Linked DNA regions of Zea mays: region 2 is linked to region 1. A link is a contact called in public Hi-C data. All regions are on one chromosome and are shown on one strand. Each heading gives the region's core, a stretch centred on a gene start, on an enhancer-like site or on the middle of the called end of the contact. The rest is flanking DNA. Distances are from core to core; before and after follow the strand shown. Region 1 holds the start of LOC100274565. Region 2 holds the start of LOC100281260 (disease resistance protein RGA4).

Region 1 (6,660 bases), core at 2,940-5,439:
TCTATCGGTCAAGTAGTTACTACTATTGGTGTGTATATATATACATATACATTAGAGCATGGCATGCAAAAGGATGTAATTAATCTGATGGCGTTGCAGGTGCGGAGGGACTTTTGCTCGCTGGACAAGTACGTGTGGGCGTTCGTGAACAACAAGCCGCTGTCGCCGAGCTACAAGTACAGCCGGAAGATCCCGGTGAAGACGTCCAAGTCGGAGTCCATCAGCAAGGACATGGTCCGGCGCGGCTTCCGCTTCGTCGGCCCCACTGTCATCCACTCCTTCATGGAGGCGGTCGGGCTCACCAACGACCACCTCGTCTCGTGCCCGCGCCACCGCGTCTGCTCCGCCGCCGCCCGCGTAAATAACTGATTCTGCTGACGACCACCAAGCAAAACACAAGAGGGAATTATCTAAGGACAACCAAGACGAGAGAGAGAGAGAGAGGTAGCAGTAGTAATATACAAAAGAGAGTGTTGGCGGTTTGCATGTGTGTATGATGACCCAGTGTGCTTGTGTAGATTAATTACGGCCTCTGATTAGCGAATGAATGATCTTGCTTGCTGTGAATTGCATGCCCCTCTGGACCGCTTTAAGGGCATATGAAGAGACACCAAAACAATTCTCTACAAGAGATAACTAATAGACTTTATTATATACTAGAGTATCTACAAATATTAGTCTATTAATAAATGCAAAAGTAAATGCGTACGTAGAACATTGGATCAATATAACATACGACGTATTCGTACAATAAAAATGATGGTATCTGTTATTATTTGAGTTACGAGTCAGAAATATCTATTCACAGATAGAGGATTTCACGATTTTTTTAAATATACTTTTTTAAACACCTCGAGAGCATCTATATTATACACCATTGTACATGTGGTAAGTACCACGTGACGTGGGTACCACCACTACCGTCTACAGCAGCTTGTATCCTACAATTGTAGGTGTGGATTAGGAGAAATTAGACAGCTCATGTTTTTGGATGCCCATTAGATTGGCTAAATGCAGAATAATTCTATGCTGATAAGAGCTAATAATGGTTAAATAGTTTATTAGTGGGTAATCAACTCATGTTTAATCTGTTTTTTATAAGGTGGACTAATTTGTAGCTTTATTGTGGTGCAAACAGGCTCCTAGATAGCGATGGTCGATGAGGGAGTCGATGACGATGATTATAGGAAGGAGAAGACCGGCCGTGTTGTGTGGGCTACCTGCATGTGGATGTGGGTGGCTGGTCTGATTAAAGTGCGATAACAGCACTATCACGGCAGGGCAGGGCAGGCCACATGTGGTGTTGCAGGCAAACGCATGTGCAAGAGAAAGAGAGACGGAGGGACCGAGGGAGAGGGGGAAGGAAAGGCCCGCGCCGGCCCGCTTCGCTGGCGCATGTGATCCCCCTTGCCCCTCCTGCACAGCACAGGCTGCAGCTCGCGCACTTTTCAGTCCTCGCGCTGTGCTGCGAGCGAAACAGGAGGACGGACGCGGACCCCATCGACCGTGCCAGCGGCCATCTCCCCGGCCGGCCAGCTGCGATGAGTCGTCCGTCCACCCATCTTCAATTCTTCCATGCATCATGACTCATGTCCGGCAGCTAGCACTAGCAGGCGAAAATGGCACGATAGGACGTGATGTACTGGTGCGAGTCGCGTGGTCGTGTCGTGTCGTGTCGTGTCCTGCCGCCGTTATGGGTGTGACGACTTCGTGCGCGCTACTCTACTGTATTGGCACTTGGCACGCAATTAATCAGGCAGGCAACGAGAAACAAACAGAAATGCTGTACGTACCAGGCTACCAGCTATGGGTCTACTTCCTACAAAAGGGTGTGTACGTGAACGTCTGGTGACTGACAGATGCGAGATGTCTCCGGCACCCTTGCCCCCATGCCCCCCATGGTCGGTCGATGCACAATCTTCTTTCCGTGGAGTCGATGAGCATCTCCCGTCCGCCCGCGAGCTGAGAATCTCTGCATCTATCTGCCGCGCGCGGCTTCGCTGCACTGCCCTGCCCTCTGGTGTCTGGGTCTGGGGTCTGGCTATATTTGGTTGTTGCTTTTTAATTTGCATGGTTTTATGGCGGGAACAGTGACTTGTTGGGAAGCTTCGTTATTCGTTAAGCTACAGGGCCTCCGGTTCCATGTGACTCTGGTGGATCTATCACACGCCACAACTCCATGATTGATCTGACTACAATGCCATTGTTTTTCTTCTTCCAAGGCTTACGGTCTCACTATAGAATAGGAAGAGCAAGGACCACCAAGTTTTTTTTTTTGTGTTTCATAATCTTGTTGTTACTTGGATTGGAATGTGTGGCGAATGTTTTTGGCCCATACTTGGATGCAACCACTGGAGTTGACGTCGTCTTGGTGTGTATTTTGGGTATCAGATCATACGAGAGTGATGGTGTGAATGTGTGATAACCGTGTGTGTATATATAATAAAGGTTCAATTTATTTATAAATATTTTAAGTTAAAAATAAATAAGAAATTTTAAAAGAAAAACTTTTGTTTTGAGCCAGCCCACCTTGCTGGCCGAGCATCTTCAACTTCAACCTCCAGACAGCCGACGCTGGAGTGGCCAGGGGCTCATGATAAGGCATTCAGTGACCGGAGAATCAAGCCGGCGCTTCAGTTGATACATTAATTAGCCATCTACATCAGCTTTCTGCAGCAAGACTAACAACTCTTCGGAACTTCACCGTCAATCACCATAAGACTACCCACAGCGCGTGGTGAGCATCGAGACGTCCACTGACACGTCCAGTATTCAACATCGTTCCAAAATCATACAATATGCAAGCATCGAAGTGGGGCCCGTTCAAAGATAAACAATGGCACATGCATTCACTTCTCTCGTCTGCGCATTTTCTCAGCACCAGAGTAACTGACAATCCTGGATGCCGGTGTTTTTTTTTACAAAATCTTTTCAATGCTATCCCAACTTATACTAATCCCTTCAATGCCATCAAATTTTATAGCTTTCCTTCAATACCATCAAATTTAAATTCTAGTATCTTAAATGCCATTGCCGTTAGTTTCAAACTAACACCGTTAGTTCTGTTTAAAGCAAATCTCTCCATTGCCATCAAAATCTATATCAATCCCTTCAATGTCACTAGAAATTGGTTTGATCTATTTGGATTTTAAAAATTCTAGAATAAATAAATATGGACCAATTCCACAATTTTTAAAAACTTTAGTACATATTTTTTTTGTAAACATCAAAAATTACTCCGCTACATCAGTTCGGTCTATTTGATTCCTAATATTTTTTTAAACTAACAACAAACACTAATGACAATAGAGGGAGATAAATTTAAAATCAATGTGGTATATTCGCGTTTCAAAAATTTTGGGTTCAATTATTTTTAATTTGAAAAATTTAAAACCCAAATATATCGAACCAATTTCTAGTGGCATTGAAGGGATCGGTATAGATTTTGATGACATTTGAGGGATTTGCTTTAAATATAACTAACGACGTTAGCTTCAAACTAACGGTGATGGCATTCAAAGGATTAAAATCTAAATTTGATGGTATTAAAGGGAAGCTATAAATTTTAATGAGATTGAAGGGATCAATATAAGTTTCAATGACATTGAAGGAATTTTCTCTTTTTTTTTCTCCAAGCATCGACAGGTGCAATTTGCAATCCGATCAAACTCTCTCTCTCTCTCTCTCACGTTTCAAGCATCACAAGTCTAACCATGAATCTACGGTGTTCTCAGCCATCATTTATTTATTGATAATAAAGTACAGGTTCGATGGCTAAAAAGTATGACATGGGGCCATTGGCTGTGGTAGTACTACGACCATGCTACACGTTGATTTTGCTGCCGACACGGAAACGAGTAGCAGGTAAACCTGCATCGAGCCATCGACGACGACGGGGAGCCAAGTAGTACGAGTAACAAACAATCCAATGGACGCGGCGAAATATTGGCACCCGGCAGCACACCCCCACCAATCCCGTGTCCCCACGATCCAGATCAGAAACGCAAAGGACAATCGACACGGACGCGACGCGAAGGCGACGCACCAGCACCACCTAAAATTCTAAAAAGGCAGGGCCGTTTCCCCGACCACCGCCCGACGAATCAGCGCGTCCGCTACAACGCCGGCGACCCCCGCCGGCGACGACCCACCAGGGCAGCGATCCACGCAGGCGAACAACGATGGGCGGCCGCAAGATCGCGCTGCTGGTGGGCATCAACTACCCGGGCACCAAGGCCGAGCTCAAGGGCTGCTACAACGACGTCGACCGCATGCGCCGCTGCCTTGTCGACCGCTTCGGCTTCGACGAGGCCGACATCCGGGTCCTCACCGACGCCGACCGATCCGCGCCGCAGCCCACGGGGGCTAACATCCGCCGCGCCCTCGCCCGCCTCGTCGGGGATGCCCGCCCCGGGGACTTCCTCTTCTTCCACTACAGCGGCCACGGCACGCGCCTGCCAGCCGAGACGGGGCAGCACGACGACACCGGCTACGACGAGTGCATCGTGCCCTGCGACATGAACCTCATCACAGGTGCGGTCGAGGGATCCATTAACCTTCTCCTCTGTGCTTCGTTTTCCCCTTGCAAAGTGCTACTCTGGAACTGGTAAAAACGACACGATCAGCATTTAGACGGATGCCTTGAGATGTGAATCTAAACGTGGAAGCAATTGGTCAACGCCTACCTGATGGCTGATGTGGATCTGTTCGCGTGTTTGTTCCAATCCAAACATTTGACATCGCTTTTGTAGTTTTGGTATCCTGTGATCTGGAAGCACGCGCTTAAGGCTGATGATTAGGCTTCCCCATTTGCTAGTGTCGCACAGCGGGAACTTTGTATAAGTCTGATCTGTCAATATCTTTAGTGGTTATACTATCTGATTGAATTTCAGGTATGACGACTGCTTTTCTTATGATGTTATAAACGTGTATAGCAAATTCATAGAGTACGTTAAATTGTGTGGAGGGGTTATATCTTAGACTTGGATTACATGGCCCAACGATAATATCTAGTAAAAAAGCTTTCACGATTTTGAGCATGCAAATTTACTTCGGTGAATGTATCTCCCAAGGTCCTTCAACTCCAGCTGATAGCACTCTAGTTGTTTATCTAATAGGTTTCCATTTGGAAACATGGTAGCAAATGGTAACGAGTCAGTTACATGGTTACTCAGATGACTTAATTAGCAGTGGAGGTTTTTTAGTTTAGCAAGTCATTTAGTTCCATCCAAGTGTAACTGAACATTGCTTCATTTCAATGGTCAAACGTCTTTACAGAAGGATGATGAAATTCAAGTTCCGCTACATAGGTTGCCAGAGTTTACCTGTTTTGCTAGTTGGTTTTAGGGCTGTGGTAGTGTGGTGCCCTGAGCTGTTTTAGTTGTTAGCCATGTCTAGGTGCAGTGGAGTTGCTAGTTGGGTCATTTTTCGACCAAGTGCAAGTGGTTATTGGTTGTCGGTAATTGTACCGAAGTCGTAGAAGTTACTATCTCTGTTCTCGAATATTTGTCGTCCGTTAGTTTATTTTTGAACTAAATCGCGACAAATAAAAAAGAACGGAGGGAGTATTTCGTTGGACAAAAGTAGCGGCAAAGCTTTTTTTCCTTCGTCTGATGCTTTTCTTTTGTCATTTTTCATGGAAAAAGTTCAGTGTCAAAATTCTTGTTTCAATCTGCAGATCAGGATTTCAGGGAACTCGTGCAGAAGGTCCCTGAAGGTTGCCTATTCACCATCGTCTCTGACTCATGCCATAGTGGTGGCCTGCTGGACAGTGCTAAGGAGCAGATAGGTAATAGCACCAAGCAGAATAAGACCCAGTCCCGTGAACCTGATGAGCCTCGTCATTCTGGTTCTGGCAGCGGCTTCCGGTCATTTCTCAAAGAGACTGTCCGCGATGTGTTCGAGTCTGAGGGGATTCACATCCCTCATAGTCGTCGCCATGGGGATGATGACCAGGACGACGGTTACGCACAGCCAACTGGAAATGGCCGCACCAAAAACCGCTCCCTGCCACTCTCGACCCTGATAGAGATGCTCAAGGAACAAACTGGAAAGGATGACATTGATGTGGGTTCTATCCGGATGACGCTGTTCAACATCTTTGGTGATGATGCCAGCCCAAAGATTAAGAAGTTCATGAAGGTCATGCTCGGAAAGTTCCACCAGGGCCAGTCAGGTGAGCAAGGCAGTGGTGGTGGTGGTGTCTTTGGCATGGTTGGTGCCCTTGCTCAGGAGTTCTTGAAGGCTAAGCTTGAAGGGAAGGAGGAAGAGGCTTTCAAACCTGCATTAGAGCAAGAGGTTCACAGTGTTGACGAGGTGTACGCCGGGAGTAAGGCCTGGGCACCAAACAATGGCATTCTGATCAGTGGGTGCCAGACTAACCAAACATCAGCGGATGCAACTACACCGCAGGGTGTCTCCTTTGGTGCTCTGAGCAATGCTATCCAAACCATTCTTGCAGACAAGCACGGGAAGGTGACGAATAAGGATCTCGTGATGAAAGCACGTGAGCTGCTGTCCAAGCAAGGGTACACTCAACAGCCTGGACTATACTGCAGCGATGAGCATGTTCATGTCGCTTTCATATGCTAAAACTTGGATTGTTACAGCGATTGCTTTCCTCCATCCTTTTGTGTTGATCGGTGCACCAGAGGTTGATGT
Region 2 (6,660 bases), core at 1,486-3,985, 190 kb before region 1:
CAATGCTATCGTCTCGTAAGGCGACAACCACAGCTCGTGCCTCGTGCCCCCAAGCTAGCAATACCGGAGACAACGTAACTCCAGCAATGTCCTCTAAAGAAATATTCTCTATCTTTTATAGTATACCCTAAAAGATTTCATACTCTATATTTTCTTCATCTCCAACAACGTTCTCTAAATTTCGTTCTCTATATCTCATCCTCCATATTCTTTGCAACCATATTAACTGAAATTATTTTCATCATTTTTTTATCGGATCAAATAAATTGATCGTTAGCATTTTACGAATTATTGCATACGTTCAACTATTTCGACAATATGGCAAAAAAAGGACCCCGATTAACATCATAATCAACACCTAGAGCAGACATCAACAGCACACCCGACCAATGACTACTGGAATTTCTGCATATGCAACCAAATTTCCAAATAAAAAGCATTCCTATGATAAATCATTTTCGCCAGTGCACTATCCTAACTTCATTCTATTCAAGACAACTGAATCACCAACTGATGGCTTGGTGATGGCACAAATTGGTGAGGACGAAGAGTAAAGCTATTTTCCATTGCTAAAGATTCTTGAACCCTTCATAGATACGAATCAATGTTGACCACTAAATTCATCCACAAAAATGGCTAGGAACACTTTACTGAATCCCTCATCGCACATGTACAGAATAGACATAATCTGAACAATGGCTAGGAACACTTGAGAAATGGTTAAATCTCACTTACGAAATGGATAAATCTATTCCATTAAATATGCAGCTAAATGATGAATCTTGTTTTGCCGTGAGGAGGAAGTGCGATGAGGGATTCAGATTAGGTCTGGAAGCAATCGAAGACAAATTGCTTGCCTGCGTGTCCAAAACCAGATTCGGTTTGAAAGCGACGACGTGGTTGACCACAACGTCTTCAACTTCAAGCACAGCGCCGCCAACCTCCAGCATGCGAAGCCGCTCCACACGCATCATCTTGAGCCCCGACAACATGAGCTACTGCGACTTGGTGTGGACAGATTGGTTGGGGAGTCGGGGGAGCGTGCGCGGCCAATGGAGGGGAAGCTGGGCCGGAGCGGGGAGAACACCTTGTCGTGTTGGAGCCGTACACCGGAGGGGATGTGCTGCACAGTGGGCGCGACGACGAGAGGGTTCCGAGCCGGTGCGGGAGACAACAGAAGACGACAGCGCGGGAGTGAACAACGGATAGCGAGCGAAAGCTAGCACGCTACAGATAGCGGACGACGAACGCACCCTAAATTTTACCGGAGGCTATAGCGGATCTTATTGGAGGCCTCAAAGACGCCTCGGTCTGCTATTTCTAGCGTACAGGTCGGTTTACCGAACCTTGTTGGAGATAGCCTAACAGACCAATATCATAAATGATATAATAATAGCTTGTATTATTCTTCACAAATTTAAAATCATGTGCCCAATGTAAATAGATAATTCATCTGTTTATATATATATATTTTCCAATATACATACAAACAACAACGGTTTTGTGGGCCGAACATGTCAAGCTTGAATTTCATTCTAGAATTATATAATCTAGCTTATGGATTATATAAGCATCTATTGATATGTTTATGGATATTATAACCTAGATATCTAGATTATAGAATCCACATAATAATATGTGTTGGTTGTTTATATATATTTAAACTAGATTATACTCCCTCCATCCAAAAATCTTCATCATCGGAGCCTCCCTCACCAAGACAAGGAAGCCTCTCCGTTTGCAAGGTTTCCATTTAATGGCCGCTGTAAACTTAATTACCTGGCATTGTTTTTGTTTTCCCAACGCAAGTATCCGTGACGGGAAGGATGGATCGAAGAGTCACGGGTGGCCGGAGATAAGATGAAAGTGTGGTCCTAGCTTATACGATGTAGATTCTTGTTTAAGAGCAAAAATACCAAAGCAGATCGAAGGGACTGAAATCCCTTTCTAATTTAAAGTTAAATATCAAAGATTTTAGCCCATTCAATTCTGTTCGGTATGTTTGAACAAACAGGAGGCCTGACTACGGCGGGGCATCGCCGGCCGGCGCAGGGAAAAAAACTGGAAGCACGCATGTGGCATAGCTGGTCGCGTACCTGGGTGAGGAGGCTGAGCAGGTGGCGCTTCCAGAGCTCGTTGTCTTCGGTGGAGAAGGCGGTGATGGTGTCCTGGCCGCCGAGTGGAGGAGGAGGAACGGTGCCCAGAAGGCCTGGACGCGGTGAGTGCGCTCGAAGGACTGTGGGTCCACGCCCTTGGGCACGCGCGTCTGGGAGAGGTACCCGAGCGCGTAGATGGCGATGGAGTCCGCGAGCAGGTAGGCCAACCATAGAAGCAGGCTCAGCACGGCGGAGACGTTACGCTTGCGGATGCCGGCGGAGAAGAGGAGGAACACCTGGAGGGCGAGGCTGGTGAGCACAAGCATGCGGATCTCCCACTCATTCCATGTTGTCAGGAAGCTGTCCATGTATGTCCAGTTCGCATCCATTGTTGATTCGCTGCCTGCCTCTGTCCTTTGCCTTTTTCTTGGGGAAGGAGGGTTTTGTTTAGTACATCCGAGATCAGTACAAACGAATCAAGTCGTCTCTGGGTCAACACTAGGCACTAGCGACTGGTGACCATCAACACTAGGCACTAGCGACTGGTGACCAACCGGCGACCGCCGATGTGGCCATGGCTTGTCCTCAGTCAGTCTCCGTTTACTGGCTACTAACTATTACGCGTTTTGCGCCCACTTGATTGAGCTGCTATGCAAAGTCACAATTCCCGGCGCTTGTCCGGAGAAACGCTGAATAATTGTCTCCTGTTTAGTCGTCTCTCTACAAGCCACACTCCTGAGGCTGAAGAGGAAGGCCGACGTCGCGATGGCCGTGGAAGTCGTCCAGTTTCTTGTGAAGAAGTTCGTGGATAGCTTCACCGAGGAGGCAGCGGACGCAGAGGCGGAGCTCCCTTTCCGCGCCCAATTCCACGACATGAGGACCGATCTGGAGAAGGCGGCCGTTTCTCCCGCCAACGCCGATGAGCTCCGGGAGTGCCTCTACGAACTCAACGACTTGCTCGCCGAGTGCCGCAGGCTCGCCAACCGGCCTAATCAGCAGCGCTGGTGCTTTGCCCAGTCCGACGCCTGGCGCTTCCCCAAGACCAAGAAGAGGGTGACCGCGGTCAGGCGCAGAGTCCTCGAGTGCGTCGAGAACGACTCCGGTGGCAACGCTGCGGCGTCGCAGGAGGACGCCGCCGCTGGGTTGGACCGCTGGACGACGTCTTGGCTCGAAGGGAGCAGGATCCATGGGTTTGACCAGCAGCTCGCGGAGCTGGAGTCCATGGCGTTCAGGGACTGCGGCGCGGGGAAGCTTAACGGCGTTGGCATCGTGGGCATGGGCGGCATCGGGAAGACCGTGCTCGCGCAGCTCCTGTTCAGCAGCCCGCGTGCGAAAGGCCGTTTCTTCCCCAGGATATGGATGTGCATGTCGCGCACCGCCTCTGCTGGAGCAGACAGACGCAAGGAAGTTTTGCAGGGGATGCTCATGGCTCTTGGACACGAGGAGGATGCCATCCTGTCCATGAACGGCAGCGATAGCCTGACAGAGCTGACGATCGCCGTCCACGAACAGCTCGAGGGGAAGAGGTTCCTCATAGTGTTCGACGACGTGTGGCACATCGATAGCTGGTACTCTGACGTTGTTGGCGTTGGCCCCCAGAACGCCATGCGGAGAGCCGACGACCTGTCTGTCTTATCAGAACGCCTCGCGTTCGCACTGCCCAAAGGGAGAGGTGGCCTGGTGATCGTCACCAGCCGGCTGGAGCAGGCGGCAGAGGCGATGGTGAGGAAGAGCTGCTTGTACCGTGTGCGGCCATTGGTGGACAGCGCGAGCTGGGCAATTTTCATGGATGTTGTTCTTTCCCAGCCCCAGGAGAAAAAGGCTGTCGATCTTGTCACTGTTAACCATATGAAACAGGAGATCCTTGAGACTTGTGGCGGGTTCCCATCGGCAGCCAAGACAATGGGAGACATCTTCGCAAGCAGCAGCGTTTCGCCACCTGCATCGACATCTACCAGCGAGGAACTCGGCAAGAGTGACCATATCATCACTGCTAGGTAACAGCGGAAGCCTGAAATAGGCAACACATATGTTGTGGTAGATCCGTTTGTAGAAGCGAGTAGTGACAAGTGGCTTCGAGAATCCTCGCCTGGTTGGAACACCGGACAAGTTTCCTGTTTATTCCTGTGAAATTAATAAACCGAGAAAATAAGCTGATTCATGTGAAATTCCTTCAAGATTCTAATGAAATTCCTGCGTTGCAGCAGTCTAAATGAATGCTTTCTACATAAACATAGCAGGAAAGGGGGTTATATGCACACATTAAGACAAGCTCAAATTTCTCAGTTCTGTAACATTACCCTCAATTTTCTCAGTTCTGTAACATTACCCTGATTATTGCTTGGGCTGCATTCTTTTTGCAAACGTAGTTTATTTGTCCATAATATTTAAAGTATGATGAGCTATTGTCAAAGAGTTGATCGGCGTCGGTTGAGATTGGAGAGTAACCATGGCGAAAGTGTGGTATTGTGCAACATGTCTTGGCGTACCATACGCCGGTATGGAGCATAGAGACGATGATCGATGGTGATGGCGAAGGTGAAGTCAAGCAGATTTATGCATATGGATCGGGAGCGATGAAGGACGAACGATGAGGCTTGAACCGAGGGACTAGAGAAGCCGAAGAACCAATTGTGATGGCTGACACCTGAGGAAGAATACATATAGGAGTAGACTATGTTGACCAAATATTGAACTGAGAGGTTTGAGAGGTTTCGAGAACCTCAAACTGGTCCGACGATGGTTAGTCAGACCATACACCCTTATAATACACTCTTGATGGCTATATCTGAGACAACTAGATCACTATGACCATTGAGTATCGTCGGACCGAGGCAGATGATCCAACGGCCAGGCATTGGGTAATCCAACGCCTGTGAGTTTAGCATAGAGTTATTTTAACAGATAGTTGGCCAATTGCGTTGTATAAATACATTTCAACTAGTCTATTCTCACTCTCTTGCCCATTTGATCAGTTAAAGAAACATTTTATAGTGTGAGAAAGAGCCTTTGCCAAGTGAGTATCCTAAGAGATGATAATCGTGTGATTAGCAGCCTCATTAGCGCATTGAAAGTAGCTAGTATACAACCATTGTTCTCATTAGCCTTGGATTATTCAAGTGAGAGTATGGTCTTGTTACACTTAGTGATCGGCTCACCAAACAGTCTGGTGGTGATTGGGAGTTCGATGATCACCTCGAGAGTTTGTGGGTGACTGAACTCGAGGCATACAAGGTTTTAGGCGGTTCACCATGATTTAATGGCAAAAACCCAACTAGTAGAGAGTACTTCGTCCTTGTGTGAATCAAGGGAGAATGACATCCTTTGTGGGTGCTTGAATAATGACTAGTGAAGAGTGTCAACCCTTCGATACCTTGTGAAAAACATCAAGATATTTCTATCCTTACATTACTTTGAGCATTTACTTTTGACCAATTACATTCAAGTATTTACATTGCTAGAATTGTCATGCTAGTCTAGGTTAGAACCTAGGAAGCTAAACTCTTGATCGTAAGGTGGAAACACTTATAGACACAATGGGTAAAGTGATCTTGTTGATAGGCTTTAATTTGTGCAAGAATTTTAGAGAAGCCTAATTCATCCTCCCTCTAAGGAATCTTGATTCTTTCAATTAGTATCAAAGCCTCATACTCATTGGATTAGGCTTCACCACCTAGAGTAAAGATGTTCGATTAGGCTTTCCATGTCTGAGGGAGACAATTTCTATATTAGAAAATTCATATGTAGGTATATATGGAGACTATTGATACTGGAGTATTTAGAGTCGTCACTCGAGGCCTCTAAAAAACTAAGGATCCCATCAATTTAATTAGTGATGAGATACAATACAAAAGGTATAATGCAAAAGCCAAATACAGACATGGTACTATTCACTGTCCTGTGTGCAACAGACATGTTACTATTCACTGTCCTATGTGCACCTGAGAGCACCTAGAGGGGGGTGAATAGGTGATCCTGTAAAAATCAACACTTGATTATAGAGAGATCAAAACCAAGGTGCTATGAATATAGAGAGAACCCTTCACTTGATTATTCCTTTAGAATGAGTATTGAACTGAGGAACAATAGCACAAGTGATTAAATGAGAACTCTAAGAAATCAATCACAATGAAAAGTGGCACAAGAGATGGTGATTTTATTTCGTAGTTCGGCCAATGCCTACTCCACGTTGTGGTGACCTCCTTTAGCCAAGGATTGCACTCAATCCCTCTCAAGTGATCCAAAGATCAACCTTGAGTACCACGGTTTTCTTCCTTGTAGCAGATGTTTTCCTTTGTGAGGAATCTTCACAAGTTGGAGCCTCTCACCCTTACAATATTGATCACAATAAAACCACAAGAGTAAGGGAGGGAATAGAAAAACACGCAAGTGTTAGAGTCGCAGCAACACAACGCACACAAGTCAAGAAACAAGCACACAAACACAACGCAGCGAGTTTACAGCTCAACAAGTGCTCAAATCTCGAACACAACGAATCAGATGCGTGCTTGCGGATTCTAGGTGTCTTACGATGTTCAATAGAGGCTTGGTGTACTGCTCCATG

Evidence for each region. A called contact is a pair of places that touch in the nucleus more often than the background predicts.
Region 2: a contact with region 1 is called in a Hi-C map of leaf, with 2.7 times the contacts expected there. The contact joins the promoter of LOC100281260 here to the promoter of LOC100274565 in region 1. A contact is called at or near these places in 5 of 25 Hi-C or Micro-C datasets (bundle sheath, leaf, seedling and 1 more).

The regions. Positions count from the first base shown.
Region 1 is chr3:193,384,913-193,391,572 of Zm-B73-REFERENCE-NAM-5.0, reverse strand. LOC100274565 reads left to right here and starts at 4,189. Exons shown (of 2, transcript NM_001148920.1): 1 at 4,189-4,533; 2 at 5,678-6,660. The coding sequence starts at 4,272. The coding sequence ends at 6,591. It overlaps LOC100191724 (DNA glycosylase superfamily protein), which reads left to right. Exons shown (of 5, transcript NM_001317175.1): 5 at 100-564. The coding sequence ends at 369.
Region 2 is chr3:193,573,533-193,580,192 of Zm-B73-REFERENCE-NAM-5.0, reverse strand. LOC100281260 (disease resistance protein RGA4) reads left to right here and starts at 2,735. Exons shown (of 1, transcript NM_001154179.1): 1 at 2,735-4,258. The coding sequence starts at 2,862. The coding sequence ends at 4,097. LOC100501828 reads right to left here and starts at 2,419. Exons shown (of 2, transcript NM_001196479.1): 1 at 2,097-2,419.